7 separate regions of the Mus musculus genome follow, and regions 1, 2, 3, 4, 5 and 6 are each linked to region 7. A link is a contact called in public HiChIP or PLAC-seq and promoter capture Hi-C data. All regions are on one chromosome and are shown on one strand. Each heading gives the region's core, a stretch centred on a gene start, on an enhancer-like site or on the middle of the called end of the contact. The rest is flanking DNA. Distances are from core to core; before and after follow the strand shown. Region 1 overlaps Rtn4ip1 (reticulon 4 interacting protein 1). Region 2 overlaps Gm5079 (predicted gene 5079). Region 3 overlaps Sobp (sine oculis binding protein). Region 4 overlaps Sobp (sine oculis binding protein). Region 5 overlaps Sobp (sine oculis binding protein). Region 6 holds the start of Qrsl1 (glutaminyl-tRNA synthase (glutamine-hydrolyzing)-like 1). Region 7 holds the start of Bend3 (BEN domain containing 3).

Region 1 (3,740 bases), core at 700-3,199, 460 kb after region 7:
GGGTCTCTTCAGAATTCTAGTTGACCATTCAAGCTTGACTGAGCAGTGGCATAATCTTCCCCGAGTTCTATTTCATGCTTGCTGTGAGCCGTCACCTCCCGTCAGCACTATCCACAGAGCTTTCTATAGTGGTGGAAAAGCCTGGTCAGTAGCAGCCACTGAAGCACTTACAACCATGGAGGATTAGGGTTGTGGCTAGTGCAACTGGGAGACTGTGGCTAGTGCAACTGGGAGACTGGCCTTTTCAGTGTGGTCACTTGATTGATTTAACTAGTCACATGTGTCTAGACATGTAGCTTTGAAAGAGAATGCAGAGAGTTCTGAGATAGGTGATTTCCCATGTATGGCCAAGCTACCTTAATAGTAGACCATGATCCAAGCCTCAAGCTTCATACTGTGGCTGGATCCTGCTCCATTGGATCCTGACAACCACTCGAAAAGCTTACCAGATACCCCAGCATCTCATCCTGTAGGCTCGATGCTTCTGGGCTCTTTTTATTTTCTTGTTTATTTTTGCCTTGGTTTTTGCTTTTTGTGTTTGTTTTTTTAAACAAGGTTCCAGGTCTCAGTACGTAGCCCAGGCTGCCCTTGAATTAATATGCTCTCACACCTAGCCCCTGGCTTTGGGGTCACATATGTGACCATCATGCTGGCTTTGCTGATTTTTATTACCAAGCTCTTGGAACTGTTTCTTCCACTTGCCTGGCTGGAAGGGACTGCTTTCTGGACGCTCTCCTGGTGGGTACGTCTGTTCTCTTGGAGCACAGCTTCACCCACCATCCTGCTCCTTTAATGTTCCTTTCTGAGCACAGGAAGTGCCTGAGAAACAGCAAGCTGGAACAAAACTCCCCTCTTCCTGTTGTCTTATTATCCCTGGAGATTGAGAACCACCTTCCTCCTGACATTGACATTGACAGGCCTGGGAAGTCCTGGGCTAACAGAAACTGGGGGTGGCCATCCCAGCCATGGCCCTGGGACTATGGTCCTGTTGGCATTCCAGGGGTGTGGATTTGGACTCATGCCAGGAGCTCTTGAGTCTTCCTTGCTATCTGCCATCTGTTGGTCTGTCCTCATGTACCTTACCTTCTGAAAATTTCAGTTCTGTGCCTAGGGGATGTGCCTGCAGAGGACGAGGCTGTGGAGTTTGGGAAAAGTGGACAGACTAACTCCCCAAACACCTTCATGTCATCTGGCAGCACAGTCAAGGACCCCAGGTCCTCACTCTGGCTGTAATCCTGAATCCTTTGGCTTTGCATGGACTACTGGAGCACTTGGGTTTCAGCTTCGTGTTGTAAATACTCAAACACTCATCCCCTGTAGCTCTTCCTGCCCCTCAAAGGCTTGCCCAGTGGCTGCTAAGCAGCAATGCTGTGCGTGGTGAGCTCATACCTAGGGAGGGTCCCATCTTAAAAGGATGCCAGGCGGCAAGTGCTAGATCCTGGGTTCTGTTTAAGGGAGGGAAGTGCGCTCAGGAGACCCCACATGTGGCTCCCACACTGAGTAAGGGCTGCTGCTGTTTCCTGGTCACCTGTGAGCCCTGAGTGTCTGAGGTGCCTATGTAGTGGGAAGTGTGGCTTTGCCTGCTTTATAACTGGGCTCCCCTTGCCAAATGCACTATAGCTGTGTCATCACATAATGTCCCACTTCACTGTGAGTAACCTTTCTGTCCCCTCTCTGGAGTTAACTCTGATCCCTTTGTCTTTAACAGACAGGCATTCTAGGTCCAGTGTGTGGCTGTGCGTGGACACCGTCTCACATTATGCAGCTAATCTCCCCATACTGTCACAGATCCAACCACTGGGGGCATTTGCTTGACTGTAGTTTGAAAGCCTTTTTTCCCCATTGTCATTTACGGGAATTGATAAATGACTCATTATGCCGTGGTCAGCCCTTTCCTGCTCTTTGTCACAAAGGGCCTGCCCAGTCAGATTAAAGTGCACAGACACCACAAGTTGCCCAGTCAACAGGTCAGCTTCTGTGGCTTTGGCAGAGGGCACTGAAGTGAGGCTGGCTTGATGGCTCAGGCAATGGATTCTGGAGTGGAGGCTGTTTGTGAGCCTGCTCTAATCTAGTGATTTACAGGCAGGAGGCTTTGTGAGCTTTGAAGAAGGCAGGGCTATGTGGATGGTAGTGTCTCGTGTATACGAATAAAGCAAAAAAAGGTCATATATTCCCTCAGAAGTGTGTACATACCTTTCTGGAACGTACTCAGTCTGATTGCACTGTACCAAGAGGCTCTGGGGAATGTCTTCCGTATGCTTGCAGGCCATCCATTTATGAACTAAATGGCATTGGGTAACGTGTCCCTGGAGCTCTCAGGGGAGTGAAGGGTTTAGAGTTCATGTGGAACACAACACGGCCCAGTGCCTTCCTTTCTCTTATGAGAGGAGGCAGCTCAGCCCTTAGCATGTTTCTGCAGTGCTGTGCAACGGTCTGGGGTCCTGCTCAGTGCTGGCAGTCATCAGTTAGTAGTACTCTCTATAAGCAGTCTCTCACTTCATCTGTCATCTTGGGGGGCTGAATGCAGCTTTAGAGACCAGCTCTTCAGCTGACGTGTGGAAGGAAGGTTAGGGTTCAGTTGTGATAACTCACTGTAATCCCTGGCCACCTTTCTGCTCCTTCCTGGGTGGAGGTGAAAATCATCAGATGGTAGTGACAGGCAGTGACAGGCCTGTGCAGTAGAGAGAGCAGCGGCAGTGACATCAGTTGAGTCCTGCCACTCGGCACAGTAACTCAGCTCTGTGCTGCAGAATGTCAGAAGAAAGGACCATCACCTACCCGAAGGTTTGTAACTTGGGGGCTTCCCTCCCTCCAACAGTGACGGTGCTTCCCACTTGTGCTGTGACTCTGGGCTTGCAGACTCGTGGGTACAGAAGAATCTTCATCTCTGGGGAGCCTGAGCTCTGACAGTCACATCAGAGGAAATTGCACCAGATGCACCTGAATGTCCTAAACCTTCTCATCCTTTGTCAGAGGAAGAGACTCATTCAGGCTCTGAGTCAGGGTGTGCCTCGTGGCAGCTGATCCTTGTCAGTGGAGCTGTGAGAAGCTGTTCAGGGAGGTGGCCAGGGACAGTGACTGTGTCTGCTGGACATTTGGGAGGAGGAATTGAGGTGGATTTCTGCAGAGAGAGGGTGTTGCTGGGACCTGCTCTCAGGAGGCTTCTGTCAGTACTGAGGCACTGTACAGATAGCTGGCAGTACCCAGACCCTCTGAGGTGGCTGGGCTGGCGTTCCTCAGCCTGTACATGGTTAGCATTCTTCTTCTTCTTCTGCTGCTGCTGCTGCTGCTGCTGCTGCTGCTGAGAGGAAGGAATTCCCAAGGCCCAGAGAGCTCACACAGGACTCTTGCTTCCTACCTCACTGCTTTTCCGTTAGTGCCTATGTGTCGGTATTGTACATGTTGGTATTATAGATGTATAAAGATGAGGTCTATGCACAGATGCTTTCTGCTCTGACTAAATGTATATGCAGATGTTTAAGATGAGAAAACAAGCTGTGCTTGTGTGCTCCTTCCTGTACAGCAGGGAACTCGTCAGAGCCTTGTGCTCAGCTGTAGTAAGTACATTTGAGAAGGGCTCGGTCGTTCCTGGAGTAGCACAGAGGGAGAGCTCCTGCAGGTGAAGGCTAGAAAGGGCTGTGAGGCCAGGGGTGCAGGCGTGCAGAAGAGAGGCTAACAGACCATAGCTTACAGAGTTATAAAGTAACAGAGGCCTGGTGGGAAGGCTCAGTGTAATAGCA
Region 2 (3,726 bases), core at 427-2,926, 510 kb before region 7:
CATTCATCAGCATCAACCAGTTTGAGTATTTAAAGTGCTTTGGTACATTTATATATATTTCACTATTTGAGCAATATATTTTTCCATTAATGTACTTAAAGAGATATTCCCCTTAACCTTGGGAGCTGGGGGGAGGGGTAAAAACAAAAACCTTTAACTTTTCCAGGATGCTCATCTCAAGATACTGAAAATGATGAAGTCACGTGATCTTCCCAGCTATTAGGGGGGCAGACCAGACAAGGCCCACGTGTTTGCACCTTTACACTGTCCCAATATGCCACAGGTCTGTGACTTAGCAGTAAAGCAGGCTTCCTGTGACTAGACTTCCATAGTCCAGAGTGGGAGAGCCCACCCCAGCTTTGTGGGGTGGAGGCGCTTATGACAAAGTTGAGGGCACAATGAGGACCTGCTTTAGGGGCTCTCTCAGATGTCAATCTAAGCAGCAAAATATTGAGAGTCAATTGGGGTGGGTTTTCGTGGGCAGGTCAGCAGAAAGAATCTCCGTGAAAGGGTTGTTGCTTGGTTCTGGGAATTGAGTGCACTGTCACATACACAACGAGCGACGCGAGACATCAAACCTTCTGATCACTAAGAGCGCTTAGTACTTCCATTTATTTGAGTACTCAGCAAACTCACACATTTCCCCACTCCACCTTCCAGTTAGGAAAACAAACAAACAAACAAAAACCATGTTTTAAATGGAATTGCTTTTCTCCTTGAACTCCTCGTTGAGGTTGATTGGATATCTATCTCCGAACCGCTCCTAACTTATGGCTAACCTATTAGCAGATGCAATAAAATACATGGGAAGATGAAGGCTATTTAAGTGAGAAATATTTCTCTGAGCTCTCTGGGGACTGGAGGAAGGGAAATGTGGATCTAACAGCCGTCCTATTGCTAGTTTTAGATTAACAGGTTTGGCAACAATGTTTTGTTAGCAGCAGTTAATCAGTGAAACCCATTACTTACGAAGGTTATCACTCCCAGCACAAACTGCAAATTGCAGTTTCCTTCTCTCCAGGCTGAAGCTAACATTCTTAAAAATTTGCATCTCCAAGTAGTATCTCATTAGCAGAAGCAGGGTAAACAGAAGCGCACTAGAAACCAGGTTGAGGTTTGTAGTTCAGTCTTGTTAGCCACTGTTTTTTGGTGTTGGTGAGAATTGTGTGTCAGAGAGAGCTAGGAAATGGTGTCTTCTTCTATCACCAGTTGCAGAAGGCACTGTCGAGTCCAAGTATTAATCCATAGACTTATTTAAAAAAAAAAAAAAAAAAGGCCCGGTCAGTTCAAACTCTAAGTGGACGTGCTCATAGATTTGAGAGGAGGCTTTTTAGTGACCCTGGAGAGCCACTCTCTTCTCAAAGCCACCTCCATTAAGCCCCATACCTCTCCCTTGTCCATGACTTCCTCGCCCTCCTACCCGCCCCCGCCCCACATCTGTTGACTCAGCTGATTGGGAAAATCCATGGCTTCATATTTCCAACGGCCCCTGCCTGTGTTTCTAACATATTTATCCAATCCCTCTCCCGATGGGGCCTGGGGGGTGTCCGGAGAATCCAGAGAACCTCAGAGCAGAATCCGGCAGCACTAACCGCCTACCTAGGGGGCTCCATTGCTCCAAGTGGAGGCTGTAGCATACAGTCCACAAGAAACGCTCTGGCGCCCCTGGAGGTGAGCACTGGGGAAGCCGTTTCCTTGATGGGAAGAGCTAGGGAGAGAGATCTGCGAGGCCTGAGCCTTGGAGATGTTCCGTCCCAGCCTCACCTCTGGAAGGGTTGTGGCTCAACACACACCTGCATTCACTGCCCAGAGCCCCAGCTCAGCAATGACAGCTCAGCCGCAGTTCAGCGTTTTTTTGTTTTTGTTTTTTTGGGTTTTGTTTTTTGTTTTCCTTTTTGGCTCAAACAGCTCCAGAGGGAATAAATTTGAGTTTTTTTTTCTTCCATTGTGTGTGCGTTGTGTATATATTTAGGGCCTTTGACTCTCATTCCTGTTGCGGGTTCTGTTCCCCAGCCCATCCCCTGTGGCCCTCCCAAGTATCCCCCACCCTCTATCCCCTCGCTTAAACTCCCCAGCATCCTCCCACCCCACCCCAGGAGGATTCTGTTCTCAGGTACAACTACCCTTTCTACACTTCCAGTGAAACACTCTTCCCCTTTTGCTTGTACCTCCGTATCCTTCCTCCACTTGGCTCTCGAAACACTTGGGGGCGGGGGGGGGGGGGGAGGTGTTTTATTTCCTTCTTTTGGCCCCTCCGCTCTCACCCAGAGTGAGAACATCTTGTGTCTTACAGCCTTACATTTCCCACCAGGAAACATTTCCAAGGGCCTCGGTGACTTGTGAAAATTCCTTCCAAACCTGTCTCTTGGAAACAGGATGGCAGATGAAAGATTTCTTCATTAAAATTAGACACTTTAAAGAGGCATCGGGTAAAAAGCTCTGGAAACCCAGTCTGCCTCTAGCTAAGGAGAAGGCTGCTAGGAGGCCTGAGCTTCAAAAGGAGGTGGGGATTCAGGACAAGACGGTTTGTGCCTACTGGGCTGGGCTGTTGACTTACAGTCAACTCTTCTCTCCACAGTTGCTGCTTAGAGCCCCTCTGGTAAGGTGTCTGGGAGTCCTACTGACCTGCTGTTATAATAGAACAGGATATGATTTATGGCTGAGAGGCTGGTCAAGCTCCAGATGAGGTTTCAAGCAATGATTTCTCATCTGGGCATCTAATGTTTGATTATACAGCTGGGCGGTGTCCCTTGTAAGGCTGCTTTACTGCCGAGAGCCAGTCCCAAGCTGGGGGGCAAAAAGGACCAGCAGAGTTCACCTGGAGCCTGGAGGAAACGCCTGGGCAAAGCCTTAGGAAACGTGGGACCTGGAAAGCAGCAGCTGTCTGATTCTGGCTGAGTGTGGAAGGAGGAGGCAGCAGAGCAGGGTTTCCTGGGGAGCAGATTGGCCTTGGGGGGCTTCAGGCACAGCAGACTCCACAAAAAACCCCCCTTTGAGCAGCTGAAGGACAGCAGGCAGGTGATTAAAATGAAGTCGGGGTGGTGCCAGCCTGTGGATAGAAAGATTCGGCTCTCTTCAGCTGAAGATCTGTCCCTTGACCAGAGGCCTCAGTTCTTAGATCCTGAGAACTTCAGGCTCTGCTCCCCTTGACTACCAGGTGACACTGTTCCTGGATGGCAAACCAGGCTGCACTCTTAGCCACCTCTGCCCTGTCACACACGGCTTGAGTTCCTTCAAGAATGGGTCTAAGAGAGGGAGTGACCATTCTGTTACAGGAGACCCCTAATGTTAGCAATCAGACACCTCCATGGCATGTAAGACTCTGACAAGCCTTAGCTTACTCAGGATCCCCGAGTGGACAACGCAGAGCTGGAGATTGTTGCAAAAGCAAGAGGTATTTATTGTTCCAACGCACTGGGGTTGTCCTGCACCGGAAGGAGAGGTGGCAACCTCGGGCAGCCCGTTCAGCCAGTTTTTATACAGTTTTCAGGGGTAGAATAGAATGTGATAGGCAGAGCAGCGTGACTTTTAAACTGATTGGTCCTCAGGGAATGAGGTAGCAAGGGGTTTCCTTATCTGCGGCGGATAGCTAACTGTAGGTCTGCCCTGAGGAGTGTGTCTGTGTGCTCTGGGCTTCCCTCATCTGCAGGTTGGTGCCCCCTTTGGTCTGAGGAATGTAGTTATCCTTTCCCTTCTCGGGGGAGGGATACCTATGTGCTCTATGAC
Region 3 (4,290 bases), core at 1,254-3,753, 440 kb before region 7:
AGCATCAGTCATCTATTTTAGCCATATGTTCAAAACTTCTAGAAAATATGTTTTTTAATCCCCAGGACCTCTACAGTTCTGAGGAATTAGTCCTGGCTCTCTAGATAAGAGTCCTGTGGGAGTCAGAGCTTGGGTCCGGCAAGCCTGGTCAAAACAATCAGATTAGGACTTTTTTTTGTTTTGTTTTTGTTTTGAGGCAGGGACTCACTATGTAGCCCTGGCTAGCCGCGAACTCACTATGTAAGGTAGACCAGGCTGGCCTCAAACTCACTGAGATCCACCTGCCTCCCTCCTAGGATTATGTATTCTCTAATCAGTATCTTTATGCTATCACCATGGGATATTTTGAGGCACCACTCTTGAAATAAAGTCTAAATAAGACCTCGAAGTTAGGTCTCTCCTATTCTGAGAGGCTTTTTCCCCCTGCAGATTCTCTGAGAACCTCCTAGAAATTGCAACGGTTGCTTCCAGTAACCACATTGTATACAAGTGGCCCTAACCCTGACCCTAGCTGGGACAGAGGAGCCACAGCAGCATAGAGTACAGCTCTGGGCCAAGGCCCTCCATGACAGAGTATGCCCCAGTCCCCTAGAGAGCATGTTACACTGCAGAATGCTGCTCTCTGCCTGCAGTGTGTGATTAACCCCTGCTTGGAATAGCCAAAAGGTGGAAACAACCCAAGTGTCCATCAGTAGCTAACAGGGAAGATGTGGTATGTCCATTCAGTGAATATTATTCAGTCATAAAAAGGGCCAGAATGCTCGTTTGTGCCATAATATAGTTGAATGTTGAAAATATACCAGTGTGAACTAAGTACAGAGGAGTACACATGATCTCACTTGTATGAAATATCTTGAAGACTCAGGCAACTTCCTAGAGTAAACAGAAGTTATCAGGGGCTGAAGGCTTGGGGAGAAATGTGGTTTTGCTTACTGATTGTTTAGGGTGATGACAGAATTTTGGCAACAGAGACTGACGATGGTCCCACTATACTGAGATGCCATCAGACTGCATGCTTAAAATGGCAAATACTACGCCACATACATTTAGCATACTTAACCCCAAATCCCCTAGCCCTACCTCCAAGTCTCCTAGCCCTGTCTCCTAAATATGGATGGGCCCACAACGCTGGTGACTCTGGAGCTGACATTTTAATTTCTTGCTCTTTACTCAAAAAAAGAGGGAGGCTAGACAAACCCTCTCTGCGCTCTCTCTCTCTCTCTCTCTCTCTCTCTCTCTCTCCTTCCCTCCCTCCCTCCCTCCCTCCCTCCCTCTCTCTCTCTCTCTCTGTCTCTCCCTCTCTCTCTGTTTTGCTGGCTGTCTGGAAAAGTCCAAGCTTTTGTGCCTGTGGACCAATGTTAACACAGGCTGGAAATTAAAAAAAAAAAAAAAAAAAACCAGCCCTATCTGTCATTTTGCATCTGTGCCAACCAGAGGCTGCTGGCCCGACCCTGTGTGTCTCCCTTTTGTGGCTCGCTCAGTTCTAAGCCACTCTGCTAGATATCAGGAGCACTAGTAACTGACCACTAAACTACCAGAGCAGGACAGAAGCAGATTCCACTCAGAACGGGCAATGGGGGAGTGGAGAGGCTTGTCACTCAGGCCTTGTCCTCAGTGTCCCCAGCCCACTCCAAACCCACATTACCAGTGTTAATTTTTACCAGGACTTGAAGTCATGCTCGATACATAAAGTTTCAAGAGGATGTGTGTGCCAAGCCTCTAGACAGTGGCTTGTGAGACACCTGTGCACAGCCCAGAGGACATAAGGCAGATGTTTCATCCAGGGTCTGCCAAACTGCTCCAGATCTCATGTTTCGGGGATCCTCTTTTTTGATGTAACTTGGGTTCACCTCAAGTTCACTGGCTTTCCCAATGGTATTACTTAACTTCTTCAAATTTAATATATTTTTATTCATGCTTACTTGAGTGTTGTATTTCTATGCGTGCACGCTTAATTGAGCAGAGTGGGCTGAACAAGCTGAGTTTCCTGCAGAGGGAACACGGCACAGCTTTTCCACTCACCACCGCAGCTCAGCATCCTGACCTCAGCGGCTGACGTATAAATATTCATGATGATACAGGTGAACACAGTGCTGGCTGGCTGACCATCTCATGGAGCTGCTGCTCCTTCCCCTGGGCCTAGAGAAGGCCATCATTTTTATTCAGCCAGCAGACAGCACTGTGGTTTTTTTGTTTTTTTTCCTTCCTCCACGACTTGCTGGGCTGTCATGTTTAAATATGAAAATGTTGCTTATAGCCAAATGTTAGTGACAGCAGCCTGTGGCGTCTATCATGGTTTGCACTCTTACTCTTACTAAAAATAGCCTTGCTCTCTGGATTTCTTCAAGCTCCACATCTGCAGGAAGTTTCTGTTGCCATTGCTGGCCTTTTCCTTTCTTCCCTGAAGATTGCTGTTCTTTGGCTCTGCCAGGATCCTCTCCCTCTCCCCTTCCCTGGGAAATGAATGGCCAATAAACATCCCAGGCTCAGATGTTTTAACAAAGGCCTCACGGGTGTTCCCCATTATTCCCCCTGCCTTGCTTCAGAAGTCTTTAGAACAGAGGGAGGTGGGCAGCAGCAGGAGGCAGAGCCGTTTGACCTTCAGAAGTAAAGCCAGAAGGCTGACAGCACAGCCTGGGCAGGCCGAGAAGCAAACAGGGAGGGCAGGCTTCTGGGACCCTCCATGTAGTGATTCCAAGCACACAGCTGCTCCCACCAGCGGTCTGGAATCACAGTCTACCAATGGGAACCTAAGTAATAATGAATTCATTTAAAAGCTTCCAGGGGGACAAATGGTTAATTCCTTTCAAGGCAAGTATTCAAAATTGCTTTTTATTAATTCTCTCTCCAGCCTAGTGTGTGTGTGTTTGTGTGTGTGTGTGTGTGTGTGTGTGTGTGTGTGTGTGTGTGTACATGCACATGCATGTATGGGGGTGGGGGGAACACTATGGCGGAACCAGTCAGAAGATGGTGTTTGGAACAAGATTTGGGCCTTTAGCAGAGTGAGTTCCAGGACAGCCAGGGCTACACAGAAAAACCCTGTCTCGAAAAATAAAATAAAATAAAATAAATAAATAAACATGTGGGCCTTTAGATATTCTCAGCCCTCTGTAACATTGTCAGAAAGCACTCAGTGAGCCCTTCTGCCCTCCACTTCAGGTCTCTGACTCAGCTACTCAGTGGCAGGTGAGAGACCCTGGGATGTTACATTGTAACCCTATGAAATCTGCTAAAGCCTTCTGAGAAGCCATGCACAAGCTCACAGATTTAAGACTGCATTTTTTTAGTCCTGCCTCCCCTCCACACACTCCCTGATATCTCTGGGGGCCAGTTCCCTCCCAAGTATCCTCCACTGCAGGATCCAGCAAAGATTCCTCTTACAGAAGACACTCCAGAGGGGGTTCCAGAAAAGAACAAGAGTCCAGCTCTGCAGACCCGTGTGGACTGTCCCAGTCAGAGAGCCCCGGGATAGCTCCACTCCTCTGCCGTGAGGAGTGACCATCTTGCCCCTAATACCTGACAGCTGGACAAGAGTCTGATGGAGTAGCTTTGCTCAAGTGTTATCATTGGTTCCCATGGAGCTCAAAAGCTTTGTGACTGTAACAGCCATCTCCATTTGGGAGAGGGGATGTGACTGAAAAGAGGTGACTATGAATATGGTGAGCCGTTTGGATCCCAGCTTGGCTTTATGGTAACTGGACATTTTGTACTTAGAGTGAGGCTTGGGGTTCCATGCAGAACTAAGATGGGGCTGGAAATGAGTTAAAAGTGCAACATGACAGCTGAGACCCATCATGTGTCAGCTATGGCTTGTAGGAGCGTCTCCCAAATGTCCATCATTCAGGGAAATTGCCAGGGTGCTGCTACTGGGAGATGGTGAAACCTTAGGAGCTAGGACCCTATGAGAGACTCTGAGGTCACTGGGAAGCCTTTAAAGGGGACAGTGTGACCCTGTCTCTCCCTCTTCTAGTCCTTTCTGGTTCCTGGAGAAATGTGAACCATTATTGCTCCAGCATAGCCCAGAGCATGGAGCCATTTGACTGTGGACTAGAACCTCCTACACTTTAAGGCAAAACAAACCCTCTTTCTCTTTAAAGCGACTATGTCAGGTGTTTGGTTCTAGTAATGGAAAGCTGATATAGTAACTCTTCAAGGTCTTGACCCACTGCCCAGTCGTCCTTAATGCTTCTGATCTGGTTTAGTCCTTCCCTGCGGCCAGTGATGATGTGAGGTCATGCTCAGCTTCCTCTAGCTATAGGTCTCCTGAGAACCTCTGTTTCCTTCCTTCCT
Region 4 (3,704 bases), core at 361-2,860, 460 kb before region 7:
GGGAAACACCCAGAAGAGCCTGCATACCCTGTGAAGATACTCGTCCTCCTCCCCTCCCCCAGGCCTCGTCCCCCCCCCCCACCATAGGACGTAGTCAACCTACTTTGCACATTCTTCTGTGTGTCCCCAGCCCAGGGAAGGAGCAGTGTCTAAGTTAAATGCTGGAGGAACACCCATTTCTCTTCTTTCTGTAATCGGTTAATAAACAATGTTTATTATAACAAACCAATGTTTTGGCTTGTTGCCTGCTTGGATAGATGGGAGAGCTCACCCTCTGCGATTGAATGGACAGGCCTGAAGTCAACACCGGGTCCGCCACCGACAAGCTCTGACTGAGCAAATATTTCCAAGTCACAGCTTCCTTCTTGGTAGTATGCTACCGGACGCCTACTCCACTAGGATTGGCAAGAGTCGCTACAGTGGTTCATGTGTGGTCCCCGCCATCTCACAGAACTGTTGGCTCACTGGATATTAAGTAGGGTACAGCAGTCATAGGGTACAGAGACATGCCTGCCACTTCATTAAGGTCTACACGTAGAAGTGAGACTCACCAGCTCAGCCACTGAGTACCCGAAAGGGGGGCGTGGTAGGTTGGCCGTAAGGCTAGTTTTTCATTTTAGCCCACAGATATGGTTATCTTGAGAAGCTAGAGTAAGAGTCATCTGCCAAATGGACTACCAGCTCTAGGTGCTCGCCCACTGATGGGTTACCCAGACATTTCAATACTGCTCTGCAACCTCCTAACTGAACAGTAAGATTCCTCAAGTAATCGTCCCTCCCATGCCTCCTTTTCCAGTTGGATAAATTAGGTATGAACCCGAAAAGAAGAAAATAGTGTGTCACAAAACAGAGTGTGCTTTCAACTCAGGTTCAAGGGCTTGAGTGATCTTGGCTCTTAACTGTCTCTCGGCTGTAAACTGCTAATGGTGTACTAAATAGCATTGCCAGCTGTCATAGGTATTGGATCAAAACGTTGATGGTACCTGGCCACCCAGAGTGCTCAGAGAAAGCGGTAAGTGACACGATGGCTGCATCTCACCTCCGCCTCTAACAAGCAAGGTGAGGGGCGCTGTCTCTTGGAGGAACGCCCAGGTGGACATACAAACCTTTTATTTTTTTACTTATTCTGGTTTCTAATTCGGAGGCACCTCCTTTTGAGCGGAGGCTCCAGGTCCTCAGGGCCAGCGCTGAGCATGGGCGAGGAGATGACGCACGGCGTCATGGCAGCCTTCTCCGCGGGTTTTGGCACAGGCTGGATCACGCAGCCGGTCTTGGGCAGCATCCGCAGAGCATAGGCGTGGTCCTCGTCCGCGGGGTTATTGAGGTTCGGGTCCGACTTGTCGCCCCCCGCCAGGGCTTCCTCCCCCATCAGTTTTTTGGTCGCTTCCCCGTCCAGGTGGCAGTTGGAAGCGCAGTTGTTCTCCTTGACCGACTCCAGCTCGTTCACCACAGGCTCCTCGGACGACAGTAGCTTTTTGGGAGGGGCTGGGGGCGGCGGCTGCTCCGGCGGGGGCTCCGCGCCCTTGGCCTCGGCCGGGGCGCTGCGGGTGCCGTTCACGATGACGTTGCAGGCGGCAGCGGCCTCGGGGCCCGCGGGGGCGCCCGGGCCGGGGTCGCCGGCGGCGGGCGGGCTGCAGTGGCCGTCCCTGCAGCCGCCGCAGGTCCTGCGCTCCGCGGCTCCCGGCTCGCGCTCCGCCTTGACGTGAGCGTGCAGCGCACGGTGTATCACGTTGTGCAGCCGGGCTCGGTGGCCCACGGTCAGGTCGATGACGCCGTCCTGCGGGCCGTGCAACACGCCCGCGAAGCCCGGCTGGCCTCCCGCACCCGCGGGGCTGCCTGCGCGCCGGGTCAGGTCCACCACCTCCCCACGACCGCGCTCCGCGGGCGCCAGGCTCAGAGCCTGGCCGGAGCTTCCGGGTGGCGAGTCGGCTGACTTGGAAGAGCCCTGCTTGGAGTCCCGCGGGGACAGGGAGCGTCCACCAGCCTTGCCTCCCGCCGCCGATGAGTCGCCCGGAGCGCTCGGAACGAAGCTCTCCCCGTTGCTGGAAAATCCGTTGGGGGGCTTGGAATCGTTCACATGGGGAATGGGGATAGGGATAGGGATGGGCACCGGCAGGGGCACTATCACTGGGTACGGCACGAGCAGCGTGGGGGGCGGCACCAGCGGGGCCAGCGAAGGCAGCCCGAAGTTCATCATCTGGGGAACCGGCATCGGGCCGTTTGGCATCATGCTAACCGGAGGGAAGGGAAGGCTGGGCAAGGGCGCGCCCGGGGGCGGCGGGGGCAGCAGCCCTGGGGGGTTCCCAGGCATGGTAGGGGTACTTGGGGGGTGGATGTGGGGCGATAGCATGGGCCGGTGCATGGGGCTGGAAGTGGGGCCTAGGTTCCTGGGGCCTCCGGGCGGGGCCCCAATGCCCGGGAGCATGGGGTTGGACAAGGGACTATTGGGGTTGGAGGCGTGGTGCGGTGGTCCGCGGATGAAGGGCGGGCGGATCTGCTGGATAATTTGCTGCTCCATGAAGATGGGCAGGGGCACTGGGCCGCGGTTGGTCATCACCATGGGAGGGCTGCGAGGCGGGACACCCAGTGGAGGTCCGATGCTAGCAGGTGGCTGGACCGAGACGGGAGGGATGCTCGGAGTCTCGCTGATGGGGAGGGACTTGGGCACTGGCGTGGGGATTTTAGTGACAGAGCAGTTGGCAGTGTCAGATGGAGAAACGGTGGTGGACGAGGATGGGCCGGGGCCCTGGCTTTGGCCAGCTGCAGTCACGGGGGAAGGGGCTTTCCTCCGAGCATCTGTTAGCGGGATATTCCAAGAGTCTGGCGTGAGCAGCTGCACCCCGGTGCCTTCTGCTTTACTTTCCATGTGAGGGTGGAGTGTGCTGCACAGCCCGGCTGGAAGATTGGCCTGTGTCTCTTTGTAGAAAATGTCCATTTTGTATTGATTGAGACATTTTGCACTGCAGAACTGAAGCCTTCTCTCCCCGTCCCCAAAATCCAGGTATTCTTTTGTGTGCCTTATGTGTTTACACCAGTCACACACCTACAACACAGCAATAGAAACCACAACAGGTAAGATAAGCAACTTTCTTGGGTACATGGCGTTTCATGTTTCACATAAAGGCTCTATTAAACTCTATCATCATTTCCCAAATAAGTTGAAGGGTACCCTTTACAGGGTACATTTCTGAAAGATTTATGAAATAAAGAATTTGCTTTATAAATAGGATCCTCAAAATTAGCAACAACCATTCTCCCCCCCCCCCCCGCCGCCCCTTTTCAAAGATGGCTCTGACAAAATGGAGTACACCTGTCCAGGACACTTACCCAGTGCTCCTATGAAGTACGCCTGCCCTGCACACCTGCCCTGCACACCTGCCCTGCACACCTGCCCTGCACACCTGCCCTGCACACCTGCCCTGTACGTATACCTAGGACACCTACTCAGTACACTTGTCTTCATATTTTCACTTGCCTAACAGGCTCATGTAAATACATATCTATATAACGTTGGAGGGAAGGAATCTCCAGGGAGTTCAACAATCAGGCAACATAACCTCTTAAAATTCTCCTTATGTAAAGCCACTGTGCACTGTATCCAATAAAGTGGTTGGAAAGGGTGTGCTGTGCTAACCAATCGCATAAAGCGCCGAACACCGCTATGTCTGGCTTCCAAGGAGAAACTTGGACTTAGTCATGAAGTC
Region 5 (3,791 bases), core at 253-2,752, 370 kb before region 7:
CATTGATATCTATTTCATTCACAAACGAGACATGTGAGCCAACAAAGTCATGTACACAAGATGCACACACCAAATGCAATGTTTCATGAATGATAAAATGTGATTCAAGTGGATAGATATTCTTATTATTAGTGCTATGATGACATGATATCGATTAATTTCCTCTGAGAATTATTATATAATACACTGGGCCACAGCTTTCTAAATGACCACATGGCTCTCTCTTATCAGCCAGCTGATTTTCACAATTGCCAGAAGCACACATCTGTTTCAAGACCTGACCAGGTTCTTTCACCCAGGAAGAGGGAAAGTTCAAACCAACTCAGTGTCTAGAGCTGTTGAAACATCTGTACAAGCTGGCTGCTTCTTCCATGCGGCCTCTCTTCATGAATGTCTCTCCTGTCTTGGAGTCAAGGCTTACAGACAAGGTTGTACCACATTTCTCAGGCACAAACTAAAGCATTGGAGATATATAATCAATTCAGGCCATCTTGCCAGTCAGGTTCACACATGTGTGGAAACCATACTACTAACCCATTGGATACCTACAAATTGTGTTTGGGCACGTGGCTCTCAGGTATGATTGAGAGCGTCTCTAGCAAGTGTCAGAGATTAATAGAAATTGCAACCACTGTGCATATCGCATGTTCCCAGGTAAGTTTGTTGAGGGGTGGGGTGGCAGAGGTGTACAGAAGGATGGCCCTTTGATAAACAGATAACCTTTGACTGTGTGGAGAGTTTGTAGAGGCCATGGTTAGGTCACTCAACACATCAAGGACACACAGGCTGAATTACTGGGTTAGCTTATTGCTGCTTTTTACAAATGCTAAGCCACCGAGTGGGATGACGAGACACCATGCCTGACTTAAGGCCAACTTCCAGCACAGGCTGCACTAGATGTACCTGATGTAACTATAACAAGGAGAGCAATGGTTTTAAGTGCACGTTACAGAGCAACAGCCCCCTTCTACACACACACACACACACACACACACACACACACACACATGTATTGTGAATGACTTTATTGAACACTTCCAAAGGTCTTCAACTATGCGACCAAACAACGTTTGCAAGTCCTCTTCCCCAGCACAAACCCTACTGTCTAATAAATCCGATGTTTTTTAGTTTTGATACTGCCTGGTGTGTGGAGGAAAAATATCCTGCAAAACAAACTAACAGACTTCTGAAGGCAAGAACACAGAATCAGGAGCCTCTGTCCACTGTGAGATGGCAATTCTAGGATTTGGTGGCACAATAATACTGCTAACCAATTGCAGTTTGGTCTGGGTCATGCGCTATCTGTAGCAGAAAGAGGCAAGATGGCAGATGCCCTGGGTTATTTTAATTAATTTAATCATGTGACTAATTGGTCTCTGCTGGGTTTCTGTGGTAACTGCTTCCTAAGTGCTGATGGGCAATTGTGTTAAATGTAGCTTGGAATCCGCACGTAGGGCACAGTGCCTCAGAGAGCTCCTGAGGAGATGCTTGCAGCTGCACTAGGAAGGTGCCCTGCTGGGCCTCTGATTGTTTGAGTGCGAGCACGCACAGCTGCGTAGAGCTGGGGACCCAGGAACTGCCTGCCCTTCTGAGGGAGCACTGACCTACTGTGGTCACCACAATGAGCAAGAACTCACTGTGGACACACGACAGTGATCTGTGGTCAAATACTACCCGGGTTCTGCAAGAATTTGGGAATATGATTAGAGAAAAAAAAATCTATTCTAAAAAGGCATTGGATGGGAAGAGAGAAGGGAGATTCGGGGCTCTCGTCTGTGAACCTAGCATGTGTTGTTCATAGCTGCCCGAGTGGTACTAATGAACCATCCTTTGAAACGCCTTCTGGGTCTATCTTATTCCCCATTCTCTTACAGTGCCATCTCCTTCTTGCCACCGAGAAGGTGCGTGGGAGAATGGGTGGGCGGGTGGCCGGTTTTAGAGCACAATCCACTTCAGACAGATGGAAGGAAAATGACTTCCAAATTCTCTCATGAAGTGGGATATGTTTGTGTTTGTGCAATGCATTCTAGCACCTGTGCAGAGAAAAAAAAATGTAATCACAGATTTCCCTCAGAAGGAGATTTAAAAGAGAGAGAGGAAAAAAAAAAGAAAAGAAAAGAAAACCAAACCACTAACTGTGACATAAAGACGATGCCATACTTGAGAAATCTCTTCCATCTGCAGCCCAGACAGGCTCGCCTACAAGAGCCTCTCCCCTGCCCACCCCAGCCCACCCCAGAGCACATTCCCCAAACTCAGAAGAAACTGTTCCCTGGGATGGTCTCTGTGTTTGCTGGAATGGCAGCCTGTAGTGCTCTTTCCAGAATAGCAGCAGGACAGTGTGGCATTTTCCCTGACAGATGCCACAGAGTACCCCACAATAGCCATTCTGTGCCCTGTGTGTTCCAGACTCCTACCAAGAAGCAGCTCCGGTGGACTCCACCGCCACTCCCCTCAGCAGCTCTCCCAGAAAAGAAGTCATATATTGGTAAATTAAGCCAAATTGGTTCCAACTAAAAATTTCACTGTAGAGATGAACACTTAATGGGCTGACCAATTAAATTCCTTTGAGCGGTGGCAGAGGCCTGTTAAATGGTACGATGTGTCAGACAGGACATGGGGGGGGGGAGCAAGATTTACCCAACCCAACATCTCGCTTCTCACTGTGTGTCTATCCTTCCAGGGTGGGTCGGTCTACTACAAAACTTTCTGCAGATCATCAAAGATCATGATGCAAACAAAACGATGAGAACACCCACTTCAGACGGTTGTCTATGCGGGTTGATGCACCACTCAGCTCAACTCACTTGTAATGTGTCTCTTTGATAGTCACATTATTTAAGTGGGGACGCCTTAGCTACCATGCATTTATCAACCAGGTTCTTTGGAGAGGAAAAGTTTAAAGTCTGGATATGTAGTTCAGGTTATCCTTGAATTCGGACTCTTTCAGCTTGACTTGTCTGAGGGTTGATGACAAGCATACACTATCATACTGGGATCTTTACTGGCATACTTTAAAATAGAGCCTTCCACTCTTCCCCCTTGGTAGTCAAGGGGTCCTCTCAAAAAAGTCCCCCAGTGTTGGTCAGTCCTTATGAAAAATGAGCCTCAATCCATGACTAACAACACAGCTGGATGGCGTAGACTGGGGCTCCATCTTGTTTGGAGAATGGAGAAACAGGCCAACACAGTGTCGGTGTGTCTCTCCCTAGCACAGTGACACCCATGGCCAGGGGCTCAGTGCTATGGGGAGAAGCTGCTCACAAGCTGCCCACCTCACTGTCTGTTGTCTCCCTTAATGCTTCCCCGACAGGCCATTTCTGGCTTCTTTTACTTCATTATCACCTGATTAAGAACTCATAGCTCATTCCAAAATCTGTACATTCCTTTTTACTATCTGATCAATATACCCATTGTTTCCAATTCTCCAACAAGACAAATGTATACTTCAAAAAAAAAAAAAAGATCAGCCATTGGCCAGTTTAAAGGATAAATATGATCCCATTAAGACAGCCTCCAGGGTAAGCTTAGACAGCACCTTCACATAACCTGGTGAGATTTCCAGTAAAGTCAAGAAGGATCCGATGGTGAGAACCCGAAGGCTCCTAAATTTCTGCAGTTGTGATATTTCATACAGACAACGCTCTTAGTATTCCCAATAGGTTCTCAGCCCCATTGTGAGTCACACTCACGATGGAAACAAAACAGAAATTATCATAGCACCTCCCTTAGAAATTAAGTACAGTCTCACTGAACTCTTTGGAATTTTTGTAGCTATGCCCTGGGTTTTG
Region 6 (4,099 bases), core at 347-2,846, 420 kb after region 7:
TTTTCTACTCACAATCCTTTTGTGCTAGACAAGCTTTGCAAAGCACAGGTATACTGAGATACAAAGTAGGTATACAAGGCATTAATTGCTAAATCATAAAGGATTTGATTTTAGAACCATTCTATGGAGTCTAGAGTAGTGCCTCAGCAGCTAAGAGCACTGGCTGCTCTTCCACAGGCCCTGAGTTCAAATCCCAGCACCCATAAGGCAGCTCTCAACCACTTAAGACTGTAGTGACATGGGATCTGATACACTCTTCTGGTGTGCAGACATACATGCAGTCAAAAGACCCATATACAATAGATAAATAAATAAATAAATATAGATATTTACAAAATTATTTGGTGTACATAATTCTACTATTAAAGATGAAAGTAAACCTGCATACCAATAAATGCATAGACTTGCTTATTTTTAAATAAAGAATTAAATCCTGGCTGTAGGTTTCCTCAACGTTTTTCATTTTTTTTCAGTTTACCAATATTTTGATTTGATATATCAGTGCTGAGAACACCACTTTGCATAAATATGTTGTACAAAATTGTAGGAGCATGTTTAGCGCCATATTGGGAAAAAGCTGAATAATCTCACATCAAAACTTATTTAGTGATTTTTGAATGAGACTCAAGTCAATAACTCAGCCATTTTTAGAATCAAGCACCTTAAAGCAACAAATCCCAAAGATGCACGCATTTCACACTTAGGGTATGACAAGCTGAAAAACGATTTAGTAAAATATTAAAAGGTTTTGCTTTCTGAAATTAAATAATTATGTTTCTACAAGTTTAGAAAAGTTGCTCATATGTTAAATCTTAATAAACAATACTCTCGATTCTGAGTTGAGATGTTTCCGGCAGCATTTGCTGGGCAGTGCACACATACCCTGCTGCAGAGAGTCGTGAGGAAGCACCGCTGGGTGCGGTCAGAAACACCTTGAACTCACAACTCACAGTTTGATTTTTGAATTAACTTTGCCCACTGTCTCAGGAACACTCCTCCTTCCCTTTCAAAACTGCTGTCACATTTTCTCCTACATTTGTGGTTGCGACCTACAGCTTAAGTAGATGTTCAAACACGATGTGGTAGAAATCCTAGTTTTTTTTTGTTTTTTTTTTTAAGCCACCAATTTTTTTGTTTGTTTCAAATGTGCATGCTACAAAACCGCCCCGTCCCTAAGCGAGCACAGCAGCGACGGGACTGAGATGGCTTGTCTGAGAAACCTCTCCCTAATCGCGCGGGTTGACTGTCGTTCCACTCCACGGCTCAGGGGTTCAAACTTTTTGACGTTCTGACTCTAGGGGATTGACTCAGCGTGTACGGTAAGAGCTTAGGTTCGAATCCCACTTCCCACTCAGGAATGTAGGCGGTCGGGGGGGGGGGGCGTGCCGTGCGGCGTGACCCGGGGCGACCTTGAACTTCCGAGTCCTCCAGTGTCTCAGCCCTCCCTGGTCCCCTCCTGGCCATGTCCACTCACTTCTCGGAGAGTCCGGCCCAGCATAGCCCTCGGAGTCAGCCGGTAGCACCGGGTCCCGGAACAGAGGAAGGAGTCAATCTCTGCCACCGGCGTTACATGGGCGCAGACATCTTGGCTCCTCTTTAACAACGAGCGCCTGGATTGGTCGAGTTCCGGGCGGCGGAAATGATCTCTGCACACGATTGGCTCGCGCGCCGGCGACCGGAGGCGCGCGGACAGGCAAGGAGACCGCGGCCGGGGTCGTGTCAGGAATCCGCCTGACCTAGGAATTGCTAGCCTTGTTTGCTTGTCCCTCTGAGGACTCCCTGCTTGCTTGCTTTTTTTTCCTTAAGGGGAAGGAGAGCGTAAGGAAGGAATGGCCAGTGTACTGACTGGACGCCAACTGGGACATTTCTGACGTGGGGAGCACAGTAGCAATTCTATTTTAATTCCGTCGCGGCTTTAGGTTGAGTTTGCTTCTGAAAGCTCCCCCTCGCTTAATTGACCTGTGGGTTTGGCAGATTTTGGCTGAATTGAAATGTGTTAGTTTGACCTGCTTCAGGTCCTTTCTCTCCACCGTCGCACCCCCCACCCCCGCTCCTCCTTTCTTTTTTCTTTTTCTTTTTTTCTTTTCTTTTTTTCGAGGAAACGTTCTCCATCCCTGCTCAGGATGGGCGTTTTGAAGACCTGTGTACTTAGAAGAAGTGCTTGTGCCGCCGCCTGCTTCTGGAGAAGGACAGTTATCCCAAAGCCACCATTTAGAGGCATTAGTACTACGTCTGCGAGGAGCACTGTCATGCCCGCTTGGGTGATAGATAAATATGGAAAGAATGAAGTCCTTCGATTCACCCAGAACATGATGTTACCTATCATACACTATCCAAATGAAGTCATTATCAAAGTCCACGCTGCCAGTGTAAATCCTATAGATGTTAATATGAGAAGTAAGTTGTCCGGGTTTGTTTGGTTTTAAATCAAAATTCACTGGGCACACAGGTGTTTTGTTGTTTTTCTTTTGAAACAAGGGGTCGTTGTCTAGCCCAGGCTGGCCTCCAATTCATTGTATACCACTGACTAGTCTCCACTCTGCCGCCCTCCTGCTCTGCCTCTCCAGGCCTGGGATTTAGCAGGTGTAGACCACACCTAGTTAATAGACTACATTTAGGTTGGCGTGAGGGAGTCATTTAGGTTTCTTATTACATGTATTTATTTTGTGTTTGGGTGTGTGGAACAGGGCCCAAGTGGAGGTCAAAGGACATCTTGTGGGAGTGAGTTTCTTCCTTCTACCAGGTAGGCTCCGGGCATTAAACTGACCACCAGGCTTGGTAGCAAGCACCACTATAGGCAGAGCCATCTGGTTTCTGATACTATCCCTGCAAATATTTACGACGTTTTGTTGTCACAACTGCTAAGGTATACTTTAATCTTTTATTAAATGTGTTTGTTTCCTTTCACATATGAGTTGGGACCGAGAAGTGATATCTACAGTTAATTTGCTCTGTGGTAATTTTAGGGTCCAGCACAGGCTCCAGAGTTTGGCTATGTTTCCCCATCAGTTCAGAGTCTGGGTCTATGTAATTCCTGTATCCTTCTTGCTGTCCCACGGTTCACAGCTTCTGTTATAGGCCCAGTGTACCAAGCAACAGAGCAGAACTCCTGATAGGGGCACAGCATCCTCGTCATTTCTCATATCCCCATTCCCCACTCCCCACCTCCAGCTTAAATGTGTTTTCTTGTTATACACCCGCTGAAGCTGGGATAATGTTATCCTAATTTCTCTTGCTGGGTCATATTGAACAGCTTGGGGAGAGCATTCCTTAAATGTATTCTTATATTCTATACTGTGGTTCTATTATAGTGGTGAACAAATTGATTTGTATTTATAAATTACTTTAATTCTGGAAAAAACTGGCAAAAATATTGTCAGTCTCGCTTATGGGAACTCACGTGTGTCTTCTGAAGATGAATATGTTCTGAGATGACCAATTCACAGGAAGTTAACTACCTAGTGGTTAAGGAAGCTGCCATGTTTAACCCTGGGTCAGTGTTCTGAAGGGCTTGTGTGGGGGCCTACAGTGGCCTTCAGTGCCTCAGCAGGAGTGCTCATGTATGACTTAGTGTAGGGCAGTGATTGATATAGCACAGGATTTAATTCCAAAGAGGTTTCTGGGATAGAAGAACTGTGTATGTCAGTGAGATGGCCCAGTGGGGAAAGGCACTTGCTGTCAAGCCCAAAGACCCAGGTTCAGTCCCTGTGACTTGCATGGTAGAAGGAGAGAAATCACCATGGAAAGTTGCCTGTGCCACATTTTGCTATGCCCTAAATAAATACAATTTAATAAGTTGTAAAAATAATTTTCCAAAATAATCCAGGAAATTGAGACAAGTTAGCATTGTTTTACACTTCAGTACATCTCTTTGATGCCTTTTACGACATCTGGATTTTCATACATGGTTCTGTCTTCTGTTACACTGTTACACTGTTACTTGAAATAATGATGGAAAGGTTGCCCCATAAAGACTTGGAAAAGAAGATGCTTTTTAAAGACACATTGTTCAGATTGCAGGCATACCAGACCTGGAGAGCCTCTGGGTCTCTACTTTTGAATGTTGCATTTAGCACATTTAGTGACTTCCTAGAGCTAT
Region 7 (4,051 bases), core at 1,242-3,741:
GCTCCCAGGGACTAAACCACCAACCAGAGAGTATACATGGTGGACTCATGGCTCCAGCTGCATATGTAGCTTAGGATGGCCTAGTTGGTCATCAATGGGAGGACAGGCCCTTGGTCCTGTGAAGGTTCTAAGCCCCAATATAGAGAGATGCCAGGGCCAGGAAGTGGGAGTGGGTGGGCTGGGGAGCAGGGGGAGGGGGAAAGGGATAGAGGGAGGGAGTTTTTGGAGGGGAAACCTGGAAAGGGAATAACATTTGAAATGTAAATAAAGAAAATATCTAATAAAAAAATAAAAAAACATGAAACTAAGTTTCTTTTATAGATAGTAATGTAGTCCATTTCTGTTAATTTTTTTCACACCCCTTTAAAAAAAAAAAACTTTTTGTTTTTGGAAACAAGATGTCACCATGTAGTCTAGCCTGGCACTTTCTAAAGAAAAATCCCACCACCTTTGTCTCCAATCTGCTGGGCGCAGAGGTGGGTAGCCCCATGGCAACTCTGCTAATGACTTAGTGGGGACACACAACAAACTCCACTTACCTTGAAAGCTAAACCCAAACCAAAACAAAACACCTAGTATCTGACCCAAGCTTAGGTCTCTAACAAAGAAGAGATGATTTATTTGTCTTGGACACTTGAGTTCTCACTGTGAATAGTTGGGCAAAGATAGATCCTGTCACAATTCAGGAAATTTTTCTTTTTAAAAACTGAACACGGCCATTTTACATTCTTAAAGCAACGCAGCAGAGCGGTTTAAATGGAAAACGAGCTTAGATGCTAACTGTTCCCGACTCTTCTGGGAAATCCGACAAAACTAAACTAATGAAACGCAACGTCTCCTTTTATAATTCTAACTGTCACATTAAATTGAAGGTGAGGACAAAACTGCAGCATCTGTTAACGCAGCCGAGGGAAGAGTTGTGCTGCGCATGTCACTTAATGCACAAGTGCAGAAGTCAAGTTCCCTAACGAATCCAAGTGCTTCCACTTTGTCTCCAGGGAATGTATAAATTAACCATTCCCCCTCCCTTCCTCCCTCCTCCCTATTTTAAATGTAGATAGGGCGACCCTAGCCTTTTGAATTTGAAGGGCTGCTATCTCGGGCCCATTCTTTCCATCATCCTGTTTTGAATGACACTGAGCACGTATAGATTCTCTTATAAAAGCACCCCTAGGATGCTGGGCTCCTTTCTTCAAGCTGCTAGCTAATTTTGCATAGCAATTAGTACTGACTTCTCCAAGTCTGCAACCCAAACACCTCTCCAGAACGTTCCACAGTCCCTCCAAGGTCCAACTCTGCGCCATTAGATTTCAAACCAGAAGGCGAGGAACTTGCGTAATGATTAAATTCCCAATTTGTGTGAAGACACAATAATCTCTGACTACGCGTTAATTCCAACCTTAGGCCGCGACTGGGCAGCTAGGAGCCAGCATGTACGTCCTTTTAAAATCTATTCTACGTATTCACTGACCGCGCCGGGCCGGGCCACATGGTCCTCTCTCGCAGCCAGTCAGCTGTAGGCAGCAGATGGGATCATTTGCATTTTTCTTTTTAGACATTTTTTTTCCATCGGCAAATTAAAGGATTAAAAAAATTTTTTTTTCCGTTCTCATTGTTTACCAAAACCAGGCACGCAGCTTAAAAGTTGACTTGGGCTTTTCTTTTCCCTCCACCCCCACCCCAAGTCCCCGAAAGTTGGAGAACTGCGAGGGGTTGGTTTCTTATTTCTCAACTCCGACTCTGCAGTCCGGGAAACTAGGAGACGGTCGGTCTTAACTAACTCGGCGACTGGAGTCTCCCAGTTTTCCGCGCTGAGCCCCGTGGCTCTGAGTTGGTGGCATGAGGGTCCCCAAGCGCGTGCTTCGCTCCGCAGCCTCAAGCGGCAAAACTTGGGCTCTCGGAACTCAGGCTTTACGGGAGAGGGCGGCCACCCTGCCGGGGGAGTGGCCAGGGCTCCCCCAGAGCCCGGGGTCGCTCTCCAGTATACCCCCCCAACCACGAATCCATGCAGAACTGGAGGGGGGGCGCACCCCGAAGTCTTTGTGCCCGGCGTGGCACGGGAAGGTCCGTGCGATGGTGCGGCGCCACAGCCGAGCGCCCCAAAAGCGGGGGGCGCGGGCGGAAAAGACACGGCGCGTTGCCTCCCACCCCCACCCCCCGGGGTTAGAGAAAAAGTAGAGAAAGAGGCGCCGGGGCCACGCTCCAGCCCGGAGAGCACGTAGCCGAGAATGCCGCGGGGCGCTTTCCCGTGGGTGAGAGCCGCCCTGGTCCGCCGGCAGCCGGCGCGGGCCCACGTGGAGCCGCGCTGTGCAGGCCGAGCGCACCCGCCCCGCAGCGCGCCCCAGCTCCCCGCCGCGGTCGCTCACGCCCGAGCGCCGCCGCCGCCGCCGCCGCTGGTCCCGCGTGTGCCCCGCTGAGGGGGAGGGGCGGCGCGGTGGGGGCGGAGGGCTTGAGGTTCCACTGCAGCGGGGGCTCCTGTGTCCTTGTGCGGAAATGACACACGGAGTCCCGTCACGTCACGCGAGAGCGCAGCGCACGGACACACACAAAGAGAGGGGAAAATACACGGCGCCCGCCCGCCCGCCGCCCCCAGCCAGTCGGCGGGGCCGCCCCGGCCAGGCCCTGCGCGCTCGGCCCCCACTGCGGCCCGCGCGCCCGCCCCCCGCACGTGGCGCCCGAACTCGGCGCGGGTCCCGCTCCGCAAAGTAACAACTCTCGTCCCAGGTGAGTGTGGGCCCCGGTCGGGGCCGCCTGCGAGCGGCTCGCCGCCTCCGCGCGGGCTGGAAGGGGGAGCGGGCGCCCACGGGCTCGTCGCGCCCCATTGTGCCGCGCGCCCCTTTGTGCCCGCTCGGAACGCCGCGACTCCATGGCGTTCCGGGAGCACGCGCGCCGCGGCCAGGGAGGAGGAGGAGGGAGGGGAGGACGCACGGTGGAACGGTCCGCGCCGCCGCCGCCAGGCCGGCCCCACTCGCGCCGCGCGCCGGCTCTCCACCCCCGGCGGGCCGGCGATGGAGCGGCCGAGGGCCGCCGGGGAGCAACTGCGCGGCGCCGGAGCGCTCGCGTTCGACCGGCCTGTGGCGGCGATGGAGGGGTGTCAGAGGGAGCAGAAGGGCGGGGAGCCAGAGGCCGGAGAGCCGCCGCTCGGAGGGACGCTGCCCCGGGGAGGCAGCGGAGGGAGCGAGGCTGCCGGCGGCTGGGAGCGGGGTGCGGCGAGCCCCGCCGCCAGGGGGCGCGGCACCCTCCCGGGCCGTTCCACGGCGCTCCGTGGTTCCCGCTGCCCGGCTGGAGGCGGGTCCAGCGCGGCGCTCTGGGTGTGCACCCCAGCGAGCGCGAGGCCTTCCTGGCGGGCGGTGGAGCCGGGCCGGGGCGCTCGCCGCCCCTCGTGACTTGTGCCCGCCACGATCGACGTAATTTCCCACGCAGACTTGGCTCGGGCTGTGAGGCGCGGAGTTGTGAAGGCCTTGTGGGCTGGGACTCAACTCATCTGAGTTCTTTTTTTCTTTTTTTTTTAAGTTTGTCCTAAAGTAGAAGTTTGATCGCTCAGGTGGCCCGCTTGGGAGTATTTTGGAGGTGGAGGCCAACCAGAGATGCTCAGAATTAATGTTCACTGTTTGGAAGTCAGAGAACTTCCTTTTAGAAGTAACTTTTGAATGTTTTCCTACAAGTAACACGTCACTGAGTAGAGGGGAGGGTGCCAGAAATCTATAAAGACCCAGAAAACCCAGGCGAGTGGGGAACGTGTGGAAATGTCCCAGATAGAGGTTTTAGGTTTGTCTCTGTTTCGGTTCCATGCCTGCAGTTTTTCTCTTTTTGCGACTTTCCACTTTTAATTCATAGGTGTTTGGGTTTTGTTTTTAAGCTTCATTTTCGGTGTATGTGTTTTGACTGCATATATATGCGCCATATCCATGCCTGGTCTCCTAAGAGGTCAGAGGAGGGCATCGGATTTACAGATAGATGGTTGGGAGCAGCCACGTGGGTGATGGGAACACAACCCACGACCTCTGCAAGAGCCACAAGTGCTCTTAAACGCTGAGCCATCTCTCCAGCC

What was found. Promoter capture Hi-C pulls out the DNA fragments that hold promoters and counts their contacts. HiChIP or PLAC-seq counts read pairs in DNA pulled down with a chosen protein or histone mark.
Region 1: a contact with region 7 is called in an H3K27ac HiChIP or PLAC-seq map of extraembryonic endoderm stem cells, with 3 times the contacts expected there. The contact joins the enhancer-like site here to the promoter of Bend3 in region 7. A contact is called at or near these places in 8 of 39 promoter capture datasets (the 3T3-L1 cell line, 3T3-L1-derived adipocytes, the C10 cell line and 3 more), 1 of 15 datasets of contacts at CTCF or cohesin (large pre-B cells), 1 of 484 Hi-C or Micro-C datasets (bone marrow-derived macrophages), 2 of 115 datasets of contacts at active chromatin or transcription factors (extraembryonic endoderm stem cells and large pre-B cells) and 4 of 9 other capture datasets (adipose tissue, embryonic stem cells, liver and 1 more).
Region 2: an H3K4me3 HiChIP or PLAC-seq map of embryonic basal ganglia shows a contact between it and region 7, with 6 times the contacts expected there. The contact joins the enhancer-like site here to the promoter of Bend3 in region 7. A contact is called at or near these places in 8 of 39 promoter capture datasets (the 3T3-L1 cell line, cranial neural crest, frontonasal cranial neural crest and 3 more), 2 of 15 datasets of contacts at CTCF or cohesin (the NIH/3T3 cell line and pro-B cells), 2 of 484 Hi-C or Micro-C datasets (the AtT-20 cell line and the N1E-115 cell line), 12 of 115 datasets of contacts at active chromatin or transcription factors (craniofacial prominence, embryonic basal ganglia, embryonic forebrain and 7 more) and 1 of 9 other capture datasets (embryonic stem cells).
Region 3: an H3K4me3 HiChIP or PLAC-seq map of forebrain shows a contact between it and region 7, with 5 times the contacts expected there. The contact joins the enhancer-like site here to the promoter of Bend3 in region 7. A contact is called at or near these places in 3 of 39 promoter capture datasets (cranial neural crest, liver and maxillary cranial neural crest), 1 of 484 Hi-C or Micro-C datasets (the N1E-115 cell line), 8 of 115 datasets of contacts at active chromatin or transcription factors (astrocytes, embryonic basal ganglia, embryonic forebrain and 5 more) and 1 of 9 other capture datasets (pancreatic islet).
Region 4: a contact with region 7 is called in an H3K4me3 HiChIP or PLAC-seq map of forebrain, with 5 times the contacts expected there. The contact joins the enhancer-like site here to the promoter of Bend3 in region 7. A contact is called at or near these places in 3 of 39 promoter capture datasets (cranial neural crest, hippocampal neurons and maxillary cranial neural crest), 3 of 484 Hi-C or Micro-C datasets (the N1E-115 cell line, cortical neurons and nephron progenitors), 11 of 115 datasets of contacts at active chromatin or transcription factors (acute myeloid leukemia, astrocytes, cardiomyocytes and 7 more) and 1 of 9 other capture datasets (embryonic stem cells).
Region 5: a contact with region 7 is called in a promoter capture Hi-C map of hippocampal neurons, with 4 times the contacts expected there. The contact joins the enhancer-like site here to the promoter of Bend3 in region 7. A contact is called at or near these places in 3 of 39 promoter capture datasets (cranial neural crest, hippocampal neurons and second pharyngeal arch cranial neural crest) and 5 of 115 datasets of contacts at active chromatin or transcription factors (embryonic basal ganglia, embryonic forebrain, embryonic hindbrain and 2 more).
Region 6: a contact with region 7 is called in a promoter capture Hi-C map of fetal liver, with 9 times the contacts expected there. The contact joins the promoter of Qrsl1 here to the promoter of Bend3 in region 7. A contact is called at or near these places in 15 of 39 promoter capture datasets (the 3T3-L1 cell line, the C10 cell line, HPC-7-derived erythroid cells and 10 more), 7 of 484 Hi-C or Micro-C datasets (CD4 T cells, the HL-1 cell line, Sertoli cells and 4 more), 6 of 115 datasets of contacts at active chromatin or transcription factors (astrocytes, cardiomyocytes, craniofacial prominence and 3 more) and 3 of 9 other capture datasets (adipose tissue, liver and pancreatic islet).

Annotation. Positions count from the first base shown.
Region 1 is chr10:43,942,007-43,945,746 of GRCm38.p6, forward strand. All of the region lies in intron 8 of Rtn4ip1 (reticulon 4 interacting protein 1), which reads left to right. Among named protein-coding and RNA genes, the nearest start is that of Gm40636, 24 kb to the right of the region's middle. Within about 2 kb of position 1,950, at least 51 of the 459 cell types and tissues checked have an H3K27ac peak or open chromatin away from gene starts, as enhancers often do. A contact at or near this core is called in 3T3-L1-derived adipocytes, the HPC-7 cell line and extraembryonic endoderm stem cells, where this site is marked.
Region 2 is chr10:42,971,310-42,975,035 of GRCm38.p6, forward strand. Gm5079 (predicted gene 5079) reads right to left here. Exons shown (of 3, transcript NR_153349.1): 3 at 1-1,249. Among named protein-coding and RNA genes, the nearest start is that of Gm5079, 18 kb to the right of the region's middle. Within about 2 kb of position 1,677, at least 94 of the 459 cell types and tissues checked have an H3K27ac peak or open chromatin away from gene starts, as enhancers often do. A contact at or near this core is called in craniofacial prominence and embryonic basal ganglia, where this site is marked.
Region 3 is chr10:43,041,093-43,045,382 of GRCm38.p6, forward strand. All of the region lies in intron 5 of Sobp (sine oculis binding protein), which reads right to left. All of the region lies in intron 1 of Gm47815 (a long non-coding RNA gene), which reads left to right. Among named protein-coding and RNA genes, the nearest start is that of Gm47815, 8.3 kb to the left of the region's middle. Within about 2 kb of position 2,504, at least 71 of the 459 cell types and tissues checked have an H3K27ac peak or open chromatin away from gene starts, as enhancers often do. A contact at or near this core is called in embryonic forebrain, forebrain and neural tube, where this site is marked.
Region 4 is chr10:43,019,876-43,023,579 of GRCm38.p6, forward strand. Sobp (sine oculis binding protein) reads right to left here. Exons shown (of 7, transcript NM_175407.3): 6 at 1,107-3,043. The coding sequence ends at 1,118. Among named protein-coding and RNA genes, the nearest start is that of Gm47815, 13 kb to the right of the region's middle. Within about 2 kb of position 1,611, at least 71 of the 459 cell types and tissues checked have an H3K27ac peak or open chromatin away from gene starts, as enhancers often do. A contact at or near this core is called in cortical neurons, forebrain and nephron progenitors, where this site is marked.
Region 5 is chr10:43,104,934-43,108,724 of GRCm38.p6, forward strand. The region is part of intron 4 of Sobp (sine oculis binding protein); the gene reads right to left. Among named protein-coding and RNA genes, the nearest start is that of Gm51799, 57 kb to the right of the region's middle. Within about 2 kb of position 1,503, at least 42 of the 459 cell types and tissues checked have an H3K27ac peak or open chromatin away from gene starts, as enhancers often do. A contact at or near this core is called in embryonic basal ganglia, forebrain and hippocampal neurons, where this site is marked.
Region 6 is chr10:43,900,140-43,904,238 of GRCm38.p6, forward strand. It overlaps Qrsl1 (glutaminyl-tRNA synthase (glutamine-hydrolyzing)-like 1), which reads right to left and starts at 1,597. Exons shown (of 11, transcript NM_001081054.2): 1 at 1,475-1,597. The coding sequence starts at 1,498. It overlaps Rtn4ip1 (reticulon 4 interacting protein 1), which reads left to right and starts at 1,668. Exons shown (of 9, transcript NM_130892.5): 1 at 1,668-2,397. The coding sequence starts at 2,124.
Region 7 is chr10:43,476,649-43,480,699 of GRCm38.p6, forward strand. It overlaps Bend3 (BEN domain containing 3), which reads left to right and starts at 2,492. Exons shown (of 4, transcript NM_199028.2): 1 at 2,492-2,724.